Regions from separate parts of the Sus scrofa genome. Here region 1 is linked to region 2. The links are chromatin contacts, called in public Hi-C maps. All regions are on one chromosome and are shown on one strand. Each heading gives the region's core, a stretch centred on a gene start, on an enhancer-like site or on the middle of the called end of the contact. The rest is flanking DNA. Distances are from core to core; before and after follow the strand shown.

The links. Hi-C and Micro-C count contacts between places; a contact is called where the count stands out from the background.
Region 1: a contact with region 2 is called in a Hi-C map of embryonic fibroblasts, with 9 times the contacts expected there. The contact joins two enhancer-like sites. A contact is called at or near these places in 1 of 5 promoter capture datasets (liver), 14 of 47 Hi-C or Micro-C datasets (alveolar macrophages, brain, embryonic fibroblasts and 9 more) and 1 of 2 datasets of contacts at active chromatin or transcription factors (skeletal muscle).

The regions. Positions count from the first base shown.
Region 1 is chr13:207,927,708-207,933,396 of Sscrofa11.1, forward strand. The region is part of intron 2 of COL18A1 (collagen alpha-1(XVIII) chain); the gene reads left to right. Among named protein-coding and RNA genes, the nearest start is that of COL18A1, 23 kb to the left of the region's middle. Within about 2 kb of position 2,229, at least 13 of the 83 cell types and tissues checked have an H3K27ac peak or open chromatin away from gene starts, as enhancers often do.
Region 2 is chr13:207,722,590-207,727,638 of Sscrofa11.1, forward strand. No RefSeq gene overlaps it. Among named protein-coding and RNA genes, the nearest start is that of ADARB1, 22 kb to the right of the region's middle. Within about 2 kb of position 2,837, at least 16 of the 83 cell types and tissues checked have an H3K27ac peak or open chromatin away from gene starts, as enhancers often do.

The sequences.
Region 1 (5,689 bases), core at 979-3,478, 200 kb after region 2:
GCGGTGCCCCTGGTCCTCGGCGGGATGTGGCGGGGAGGCCGCCGCCAGCGGGGGGCGTGGGAGCCGCGAGGCAGGTGCACGAGGAGGCTGTGCCCCCGCCCCAGCCGCTCACCGTGAATCGGAGCTCACCTTCCCACCTGCCGCCGACCCCGTTCCCAGGGTTCAGAGCTTCATGGAACAGCCATTCTCAACTTTTATCTGGAACAAGAAGGGCTGTTAATTAGGGACAAGGTGGCCTTTGTTGGTTCAGGCTGGGCCAAGGCCCAGGCCGCAGCCCGGAAGTGGCCGTTTAGAGTTGACCGTGTGTCCCCGAGTGCCTGTCCCCAGCCGCTGTGGGCCGAGGACTGTCGCCTCCCCCCTCCCAGGTTTGGGCCGGTCCAGCTGCCCGGGTTCTGGAGGAAGTGTGCATCACACGCACACTCACTGTCACGCACTCACTGCCACACACGCACACATCCCTGGGCCTTGCCCCCTGTGGGGCGGGTGGGGCTGGTTTGGGGGCAGCTCTTCCCAGGAAGAGCCGGACGGAGGCCCCGTGCCCTCCGCCTTCCGCTGGCCCTGTCACCACTGAGCCTGGCCGTGCGCCTGGTGCCTCAGCAGTGGGCCTCTGGATGCAGCGGTTTGCTCGCCGACTGGCCTGGGCAGGTTTGTCCCTGCAGCTGGAACAAAATGACTCAGACGCCCCTGGTTGGGGTCAGGGCACTGAGCATAGAAAGGACAGTGCCTGCGTGGAGACACTCTGTCACTGGGCCCCACGTTACGTTTGCGCTGTGTGCTATGAAGAATTGGCCATGACGGCTCAGGGAAGCGGCCCGGCTTGCCTCGGAGAAGCAGGGGCCTAAAGGCCCCACGTTAAGGAAAATCCAAACGTCGGGCTGTCGTTGGAAGGCTGGTGGGTCACAGTGTGTGCGGGGTGGGGGCTCAAAGGACCCTCGGCCGAGAGCGAGGAGGGGGGTCCGTCGCAGGGGCGTGAAGAGCAGGCGCAGGAAGAAAGTGCGAAGAAGAAGCCGGAGGGGGTCTGACCGCAAGGGCGCCTGCAGGCCGCACCCCCGAAGGGGGAAGAAGAGGCCGGGCGGGGGAGGGACCCCCAGGCCAGGAGACGCAGGTGCCGGCGCTCGAAGGTGAGGGTCCCCGCCTCGGAGCAGGCAGGGCACGCAGAGCTGACGCTGGTCCTGCGGCTGCTGAGACAAAGGACCCCGCAGTCAGGGCCTTAAAACCACGCAGATTACTCAGCGCTCTGTGGGTCGGGGTCCGACGTGGGCTGGGCCAGAGCCAGCTGCGGGCCAGCCGACCCCTCCGGAGGCTCCTGCCTTTTCCGGCTCCTCGGGGCGCCCGCGTCCTTGGCGGTCTCGGCCACTCCATCGTCAGGGCCGCTGAGACGGTTCAGTCTTTCTCCTGGTGCTTCTCTTCGGTGGTGGCTCCTCTGCCTCCCTCGTCCCAGCTAAGCGGGCCTGTCCGGATAATCCAGGGTAATCTCTGTGTTTTAAGAGCAGCTGATGAGCAGCCTTGATCCGTGGGCAGCCCTAGCTCCCCCTTGCCCGTCCTGTGCCGTGTTCACAGGCCCCGGCGAGCAGCACGTGCGCGTCTCGGGGCTGTGAGTCTGCCTGCAGCCCCCGCGGAGGGAACACCGTGGACGGGCCGTGCCCGGGGCACGTGGGGCACGTGGGGCCCATGTCCCCCTTGGAAGGGCCCTGCCCTCTGTTACCTGAATCCCGGGAGCTTGGCTCTTTGACCCGGTGACCCCACTTTGGGGAAGCCCTTCGTGTCGGGGCATCTGTCCAGCGGCATTGAAGCAACCAGACCAGACGAGAGGGACTAGCCGGCGCCTGGGCCGCCCGGCGCGCAGCCGAGCCGGCTGGAGCTGTGTTCAGTGACCGAGGGCCAGCGGGGCTGGTGCCTCTGCTTCCTGGGCCCGTGCATCAGAGGACCTGCTGCCTGCCTGCCTTCAAGGGATCCTGCAAGGCGGACCCAGCGGGCCTCCCATCCCCAGGTCTGTGGCTCCCCCTGGTGGCCGGTGCTCACATGACAGCCCCACGCGGGCGACCTGGGCTTGCTGGTCGACCTCTGGATGGTGCAGGGGCAGGGGTCTGCTCTGCGGGGGTTTACCCACCCAGAGCCTGACGTTTGAAGGGCACTTGATACCAACGAGGCTGTGAGGGCCTTGTAGGCTCCGGCCACAGGTTCAGCCAGAGGGAAAGCTGGAGCTGGTGGACTGAAGTGTCTGGACCTGTTCCTTCCACCCCGTGTCTCCGGTGGCCCTGGAAGGACAGGAAGCAGGGCCTGCAGTGGGCTGGGGACAGGGTGTGTCTGAGGGGAGATTGCGGCCCAAACCTGCGGTCAGTCTCATGACTGTCCCAGTACCAGCTACCATCCGAGTGGCGTTCCCTGGGCTCTGGGGTGGTGGGGGCTCAGTGCCCTGTCCAAGCCTGTGCCCTGGGGTGGGGTGGGGTTAGCAAAGCCTCTGGAAGCCTCCGGGGGTCGGGGCTGTGACATCCCCCGGGAGCAGCCAGGACTTGCCGTGGTTTTATTTCACACCCAGCTGCCTGGAGGAGTTGCCTGAGAGTGTTTCCAAATCCTGAGGCTGGACCTACCCAGGCCCCGGAGACCAGAACCTGGGCGGGGAGCGGCCGCCAAGCCCCAGGGCGTTGGAGGCGGGTGGGGGCTGGGCGGGGAAGGGTCAGTGCCCGGCTGCGGTGGGCGACCTCGCCTCCCACACGGACCCCCGGGCCCCTGCCCCCTCCTTCCGAGGAGCCCGCCTCCTGGTCGCTGTTCTGAGGGCCAGATCCACCCAGACCTTCGCCCCGGTCTCCGTCAGAAGCTGAGCTTTGTCGTTTTCCAGCCCTTGACTGGCGGGGTGGGGGGACCCTCGAATGCCCCCAGTCCCTCCTCACCCTCCTCCTGACTTCTCACCTGGAGCAACCCAGCTCCATTTTTCTTGGGGGGGGGGCGTCCGCAGAAGGTGGCTGTCCCCCCCGCAGGTCCTGGGCAGAGCCCCCTCCGTGCACCTGACAGGGGCACAGGCATCCCCCTCTTGGGGCAAGGGTGGCTGGGGGTGAAGTTCAGGCAGCCCCCAGACCCACGCTGAGAAGGGCCGCACCCCCTTCGGTGGGGGCCGGTCTTCCTTTGAGGAGAGAACCAAGTTCCCAGCACTTCACTCCATCCTTTTAAGGAAACAGGCCATTTTCTCCTGGGAAAAGCCCCCCCCCGGGGGGGGCAGGTGCTGGGATCTGGGCCACACACCTTGAGCTTGCTCTCCCTTTGAAGCCGAAGGCAGGAGGCAGAAGTGGGGGGGGTGGGCCCCTGTCACTTTTTATTAAACTGCTGCCGCTGGGGTCTTCCCGGGTGCGTGTGGGTCCTGCTGCTTCTCTCGCCTTCCCAGGGCCCAGGACCTGGTGTGGGACCTGGGGTGTCAGCACCTAGGAGGTGCTGGACCTGTGACCCTAACCAGCCTGGCCGTGGACGGGCCCAGCAGGCGGCCGCCTCCCCGCCCCTCCCCGTGGGAAGCGGGCTGCCCCAGCCTCCTCCAGCCTTCCTCGCAAATCCGGTTAATGAGCAGCCGGCCAGGCCCTTAAAAACGCATGGGCCGCTCACTGCTTTGAAGGTCTCGCGTCTTCTCCGCCTGCCCCGCGGCCCCGGCCCTCGGGACCCCCCAGCCGTCCTCCCTGGGGGTTCTTGCAGGCCCAGCAGGTCACGGGGGCAGCTGGCCTGAGCCTGGGGGAGGGCTGTGGGGATGGGTCCACGTGGGAGGTCCCTTCCCTCCTGTCCCCACAGAGTAGAGCAGTGAGGTGACGCTCGGGCACAGCGTCCCCAGCCACGCGGTGGACACCAATCGCCTGCTCACGTCCTGGGTCAAGAGCCCCGTTGGCAATGCCGGCCCCTCGTGTCCCATCTCGTGCGTCACACATGTGACGCGCTAACTGCAGCCCCCGGAGGACGCTGCGCCTGGCTGACCCCAAGGCTCCTTGTGAGGGGCCTGCTCCCCCGCCGGCCGGTGGGGCTGCCTGTCCCCCTCCTGGGTGGCCGAGCAGCTGTCTGGAGAGACCTTGGCATCCGCCTGCAGGAGCCACCCCCCTGCTGCTTTGAGCGCCTTCCGAGAGGCTCCTTCCTTTCGTCCCCCGTCCTGGTCTGTGCGCTCGGCCGCGTGTCCCCGGCTCTTCCGCTGGTCCAGCTCCCTTGTCCCCACCCTGCGGGGGGCTGGGTGCACGGCAGGGGCTCAGCGCTGTTTGCTGACCGATGGAGGGCGGCGTCTGCAGTGAGTGCAAGTAACGCACAGCGACGGGGTCACACGCTGGGCCCCGAGCCGCAGCGGCCCTGCTCCCCGAACCCGCTGGGGGCTGGCCCGCCCTGTCCCCTGGGCTCCTGATGGGATGGTGGGGGTCGTGAGGTTGACATCCCCCAAGACAGGTGTGGGAGTCCAGGGTGAGCGTTCAGCGAGGGTCAGCTGGGACCCCGGAGGTGACCTCCGGCAGCTCCGTGGACAGCCGGGCGCCAGGCCAGGGAGGCCCCAAGTGGGCACAGACTGAGCGGGAGCAGAGCTGTGAGCCCTGGTTTGTGGAAGAGGCTTGGAAAGCATCACGAGCAGCAAAGATGCCCGGTGTGCGTATCCCTGGCTGCTGTTTATTTACTTATTTTTATCAAAGTATAGTTGATTTATAACGTATTTTTATTTATTTACTTATTTTTATCAAAGTATAGTTGATTTATAACGTTTCTTCAATTTCCATTGAACAGCAAAGTGACCCAGTCGCACGTATACGTACACTTCTTTTCATACTGACTCTGTCATGTTACAGCCGAGAGACTGGGCATCGTGCCCTGTGCCGTCCAGCGGGACCCCATTGCTCATCCGTTCCAAATGCAACCGTTTGCGTCTACTAACCCCAAACTCCCCGTCCAACCTGCCCCCCACCCCGCTGGGCTTTTTAACAAATAGCACATACTCCCTTAGAAATGAGTAAAATTGCATAGGAATTTATAAAGGAAAGAAATATTTTCATTGAATATATTAAAAACCTCAGTCTCACAAAGCATCAAATAAATGCATATAAAGTAGCATTTAGGATTGTGTGGTTTGAAAAATATGGCAGTTTCCCTTTGTTCTTTTTTAAACAGCTTTATGGAACTATGATCTCCACGCCGTAAACTCCCTGACTTAAACTACACTATTCGGTGGTTTAGCACAGGGGACAGCCGTCACTGCAGTCAGTTCTGGAACATTTCTTTCACTTCGAGAAGAAGCCTTGAAGGGAGTTCCCGTTGGGGCTCAGTGGGCTAAGAACCTGACTAGTATCCGCGAGGATGTGCGTTCCATCCCTGGCCTCGCTCAGTAGGTTAAGTATCCAACATCGCCTCAAGCTGTAGCATAGGTCTCAGATGCAGCTCAGACCTCCCGTCGCTGTAGCTGTGGCGTAGGCTCCCTAGCTGGGAAATTCCATATCCCGAAGGTACAACCGTAAAAAGGGAAAAAAAGGCTTTAATTTGGCCGTTTGCAGCCACATGAATGGACTTGGAGGGCACTGTGCTTTCGAGAAGGAAGTCTGGCAGAGAAAGGCAAACACTATGTATCTCTTACATGTGGAATCTAGAAACTGCAAGGAAGCAGTGAATGTAGCAAAAAAGATACAGATTATATGGGGAGAACAAATTAGCGGTTCCCGTGGGGAGAGGGCAGGGGGCGGGGCAGTCTCGG
Region 2 (5,049 bases), core at 1,587-4,086:
TTTATAAGTGTCCAATCGCATAGAACGAAATTGCTGAACGTCCTTTTGTCGAGCTAGAATATCTGGTGCCGCATCATGGGTGGAGTTTTCTTTTCAGCCGTGGCTCAGCTCCAGACGTGATCTTAAACCCATTGCTGTCACCAGAGTCATTGAGAGACGGCGAGAATCCAGCGCGGGAGACCCGTCTCTGCGTGCAAGGTGCGCCCTTGGCCGTCTGACCGTGGGTGCCTTTCGGAAGCACACGCCGGGGGAGTCATGCTGTGGACGTGACTGGCAGGTGTCTCTGTGTGTGTGAGCGTGCACTCACCCTTGGTCCTTTGCACGAGTCAACCGTCCTCGAAGACACGGGAAGAAGACCCAGCGCCCAAGGCGGGCTCTGAGGCCAGACGGAGGGCTGGGCGTCCTCCGCCTTCCGCCGTCGGTTGCCCTGCCTGGACCCGGGCTCGCAGGCGGGCTGCGGAGAACCTTCGTGTCCATTGCGTGAAACGAGGGCAGCTTGTGGCAGCATCATCTGAAGTCTTGGTCTTCTTGTTTCCCCAGAGCCGTTTGAAAAAGAAACACAACGGCAACGGACGCTGGAAGAGCCCCCGCTGGCGCCCGCGGCGCTGGGAGAGCCGGCCTTGGGCGCTTCAGGCCCAGCGGCCGCCCCGCCGCTCCCGCCCCTTCAAGCGCTGGCCCTGCCGCCTGCTCCGCCTCGCAGGCCGGCGCGCTGGGCCGGGGGCGCGCTCTGGGCCCGAGGCCCTTACTCTGCGGCGCCCGCTCTGAGGGGCCCGGCCAGACCCGGGCTGCCCCGCCGCCGCCCGCCCGCCCCTCTCGCGGCCGCCACACCCGAAGGTCCCTCTTGCGACGGTATCTGTCAGCTCCTCTTTTGATTCCGAGTGGCGTCGCGGAAGACACCACATCCAGATGTAACAAAAGCAGGGGCATAAATCTGCCCGTACACACAGACCCGGGGTGCGGAGTTGGTGCCGTGGCGCCTCGGGTGTAGACCTGAGCCGCCTGTGCTCAGCTCCTGGGCTCGTTCTGAGAGGGTAGGACCCAGGCCCTGCCGCCTTCATGCGGTGGTTCTGGTTCCGCTTCTGCACGGCTGGCCTGCCGAGTTGTGATCGCGATGGGGCGAGGGGGTCCGGGCAGGGGTCTCCGTGAGCCTCTCCGTCACCTGCCTTAGCTCCTCAGGCAGGACAGCTCTTTGTTCCTGGGACAGTCCTGTTTGTCCCACACGGTGCCCCGGCCCTGGGATGGCCAGACCACGTCTGCACGTGGCCAGCCTGGCTGGGTGTCCTGAAGGCTGGGGAGGGGCCGGTGGCATCGGGTGGGGCTCAGCGGGCACAGGGGCACCAAGACCCACGTGCAGGGCTGAATCCTGGCCTGTTGGGGCCAAAACTAGACATTTTCCCCTTGGATGTGATTCGCAGGCTGCTGTCCCCTGCGGAGCACAGGCGCCGTCCCTAAAGGTCAGTGACAGAAATGAGGGATTCCCGGTGGGCTTCTGGCGGCGTCACCGCTGGGAAGGCGTCCTTGTGCCAGTCTCAGGTCGGCGGCAGCTGCACCCCCGGGCACAAGGGCACAGGCTGTCTCGTGTCCCCACCCCAGCCAGGGCACTGGGGTGGGGGGTGCCTCTGGGGTGCCCACCCCGGGCCACCGGCCAGCTCCGGCCTCCTCTGTGCCCGTGCTGGGTGGCGGCTAGGGACCCTGGCGTGGGGCTCATAGCCTCCTGGTTGGTGCGGACACTCCCCTTCCCAGCCTGGGGCCCACACTCCTCCTCGGCCCCGGGGCCTCGGCCTGGGCTCAGTCAGCGGGAAACGTCCTCAGTGGCTGCAGAGCCGCCGGTTCCGGGAGGGCGGTGTGGCGCCGGTGCCCGGAGTGACTGTGGCCACATTGGGGCGGGAGTGGGGGGGCGCAGAGCTTGGGACCCCAGGAACTCCACCTCTCAGAACCTGCTGCGGCTCCAGAAAGATGCGTATTGCATCTCGGACCTGCTCCTTCATTTGTGCTTCAAATCCTCACCGAGTGCCTGTTTGCAGGTGGTGACCAAGGCCTGGAGACGAGGGCGGGACAGGAGGAGGCAGCTGCCAGCGCCGGTGAGGGCGGAGAGCAGCTGTGCCACGGGCGATGTCGGCCGCGAGGGCCCCGCGGGGCGGGGCGGGTGGCTCTCCCTCTGAGGGGTGGCGCCACCGAGGGGACCCGGGAGGGGCCCTCGCCCGCTTCTCCCCGCACTCCCGCCACCTGCTGGCCGTGGTGGCAAAGGGTAGACGTGGAACCATGGGGAGACGGTGGTTTCGGGTTGTTTTCCCCCCAAAAAATTGAAAACCAAGCTGAGTAAAACTTGGTTTAACAGCATCAAGTTTTAAACTTTCTAAAAAGTGGCTGTGTTCTTCCCAGTTCTTCTGTGTTGGACCTTAAGTGTCCCAAGGAGACAGTTAGTGCAGCGTTGACCTCGAGAGCTGACTGAGGAAGCCTGTGCCGTGTTGGGGCGGAGTGGTATCTGCTGTTCTCGAGAGAGAGGGTTGGTGAGTTTTCCTGGCTGTTCTGGGCTCTGGCCATGGCGAGAGAGCTGCAGACGGACGTGTCAAGAAGAACCGGAGGCCGGTCCCTGTGCGGGACAGCTGGGGGTTGGCCCTCGCGCCCGGGCCGCTTCCTGGGAGGGGCTTGAGCGCCCTCTTGTGGACGGACTCCTGTGGCGTCCACTCCGCCAAGGGCTCTAAGGGGATCGGCCGCCCTGCCCGCCCTGGCAGACAGAATTCTGGAAGATGGACGGCTGCTGAGCACCTCGTTAACCACCCTTGGCTGTGCCCAGAGAGCTGCGGGCCGTTGCTGGTTCTAGGTCCACAGACGGCCTTTGGGATGCGGGCTTGCATGTTCCACGCGGTGTCTCCAGCACGTCCTGCGGTGTGTGGGGCCCCGCCGTGTGCGCCGGGGACCCCGCTGCTGGAGGCCAAAGCCCAGAGCCGCTGAGAGGAAGCGGCTGCGTTTCGCGTGACAGGGACGTGGCCTCTGCAGCACGCGGCGCGGGCAGGTGCAGGGGAAGAGACGTGGCCGGGGGAGGGAAGTCAGCAGGCGACGACAGTGCCGTCTGCTGGCGCTCTGGCAGGACGGGGGCAGGCGGCCTGTTCTCCGGGCAGGGGCTGCAGGCTTCGTGGGGTGGGGGCTCTGGAAAGATGTGTATTTGCAGGCAGATGGCATGAGGAGTTGGGCACAGGGCAGGGGTCTGGGCGACGAGACCAGACCTTTCTGGTTTTTGCTTTTCAGATTTGCCCGTGATGCCCTCCACGTAGACAGGCGACGTAGTTTAGAAGGGCTTTGGGTGGGAAGCAGCGGCCCGCGGCCCTCCCCTCCCCTGAGGCAGCGCTGCTTGTTTAAGAAGCTGTAAATACTTACGTTTCTGGATTGGCCGGTGTGAGGACGGCTGCAGGCGACAGAGGCCCAGTGTGAGGGCTCCACCAGCAGGAAGGGCCCCCGCAGCAGCGCCTGTCCAGGCTCTGCCCTGGTATCTGTCTGCCGTGCGTGAGCTCACCCACAGGTAGACAGGTGCTGGGGGGGGGCAAGGGACACCTGTGTGCTGTCTCTTGGGGCGGGTCCCAGAAGCTGCCACATGACGTGTCCATCGCAGGGGGCAGGGCTGGGGGCGCGGGGCTGGGACTGTCGTTCTCCACGGTTGGCCATGCAGGTACTCTGCTGTTGGCATAGGTGGCACTCACTGCCATGCTTCCTGTTTCTTAATGTTACACTTGCAGTTGTTTGATTTGTAAATTTTCAGTGTTGTCTCTTGATTTTAAGTTTAGGTGCAGGAGGACTTAGCTCACGTACACTTCTGCCGGCTCCTCTTTTCCTGTGTCATTTAGGATGCTTTGTGCTGACAGGAGCAGAAAACATACCCTATGGTGTCTTAAACCACTGAGGATTTGTTCACTTATTTCATAATAAGTAGTGCAGAGGTCAGTGTTTGCTAGAGTCAAGCAAGAGGCAAGAGTCCGGTTCAGTATCTCTGCAGTTCTCCCAACCATTCATGAATGCAGTGTGGCTGCTGTGGCTCCAGCCATCACATCTATGTCTAAGGCAGTAACAGTTGGGGAGGGATGGGCATGCAGCCCATTTCTGTTGTGTTCAACAGGGGCATTTCAGAACCCTCTGCATATTTTCAGCATGTCTCGCTGGCCAGAACTGTGTCATGTGGCTGTAGTCACAAAGGAGCCTGAGAAAATGAGTTTTAACTCAGTTGCAGCGTCTCTGGGAAAGAGTTTGGGGAGGACGCCGGGGTCAGCCCACCAGATTGGCAGCCGCACTTCTTGCTGAGGATCGTAGGGCTGCAGGTGCTTGGCCGGTTTCCTGGCCCTCAGACCATCTCCGAGCTCCCCAGCGAGCCAGGCGTACTGGTGCACTTACCGTGCCCACCGCTCCTCCCCCTCTCTCTACGGTTTGGCTCCTCCCACCTTGGCTTTCTGGGTTTTGAAACAGACTAGCAAGGAGAAAAGTCTGTTTTCTGTTTGTAAGCGTGGTTCAGTGAGTTCCAGACCCACACGTGGCACCTGCATTTAATGATGAGCAGAGGTTGGTGGTTACAGAGCCAGGTGAGATGCGTCTGAGAACTTCCCCGTCAGGTTTGTGCACAAAGGAAAATTCTAGAATGACCCCTCCGCCAGCTGCTGGGAGTCAGGCCACCGTTTAGCTTGCTCTGCAGTTGGGTCCTATCTTTTTTGGCTCAGTTTCACCTTTTTCCTGTGTTTTGCATTGCCTGGGGTGGTGGCGCAGAGTGGTGGGAGGAGGCTGCAGGCTGAGGTCGGAGCCTGGCCTCGCTGAAGCCGCTGTGTCTGGGGCACTTTGCCCACCTCCCCCTGCCCGTGTCTGAGAGCCAGGGGTCAACCTCTCTCCCTCCTCCGTCCCGTTGAGAGGGGACCCCTGCTTTCCCGTCTCCCCAGCTGCTTCATTCTGGTTTTTGGAATTCCTTCATTCAGTCTTCTTGAAGCACCATATTTTCTGTTTTATTTCAAACTGAGACTATGACTTTCTCATACAGTGTTTTTGTTTTGTTTTGTTTTTTACAGCTGAGGT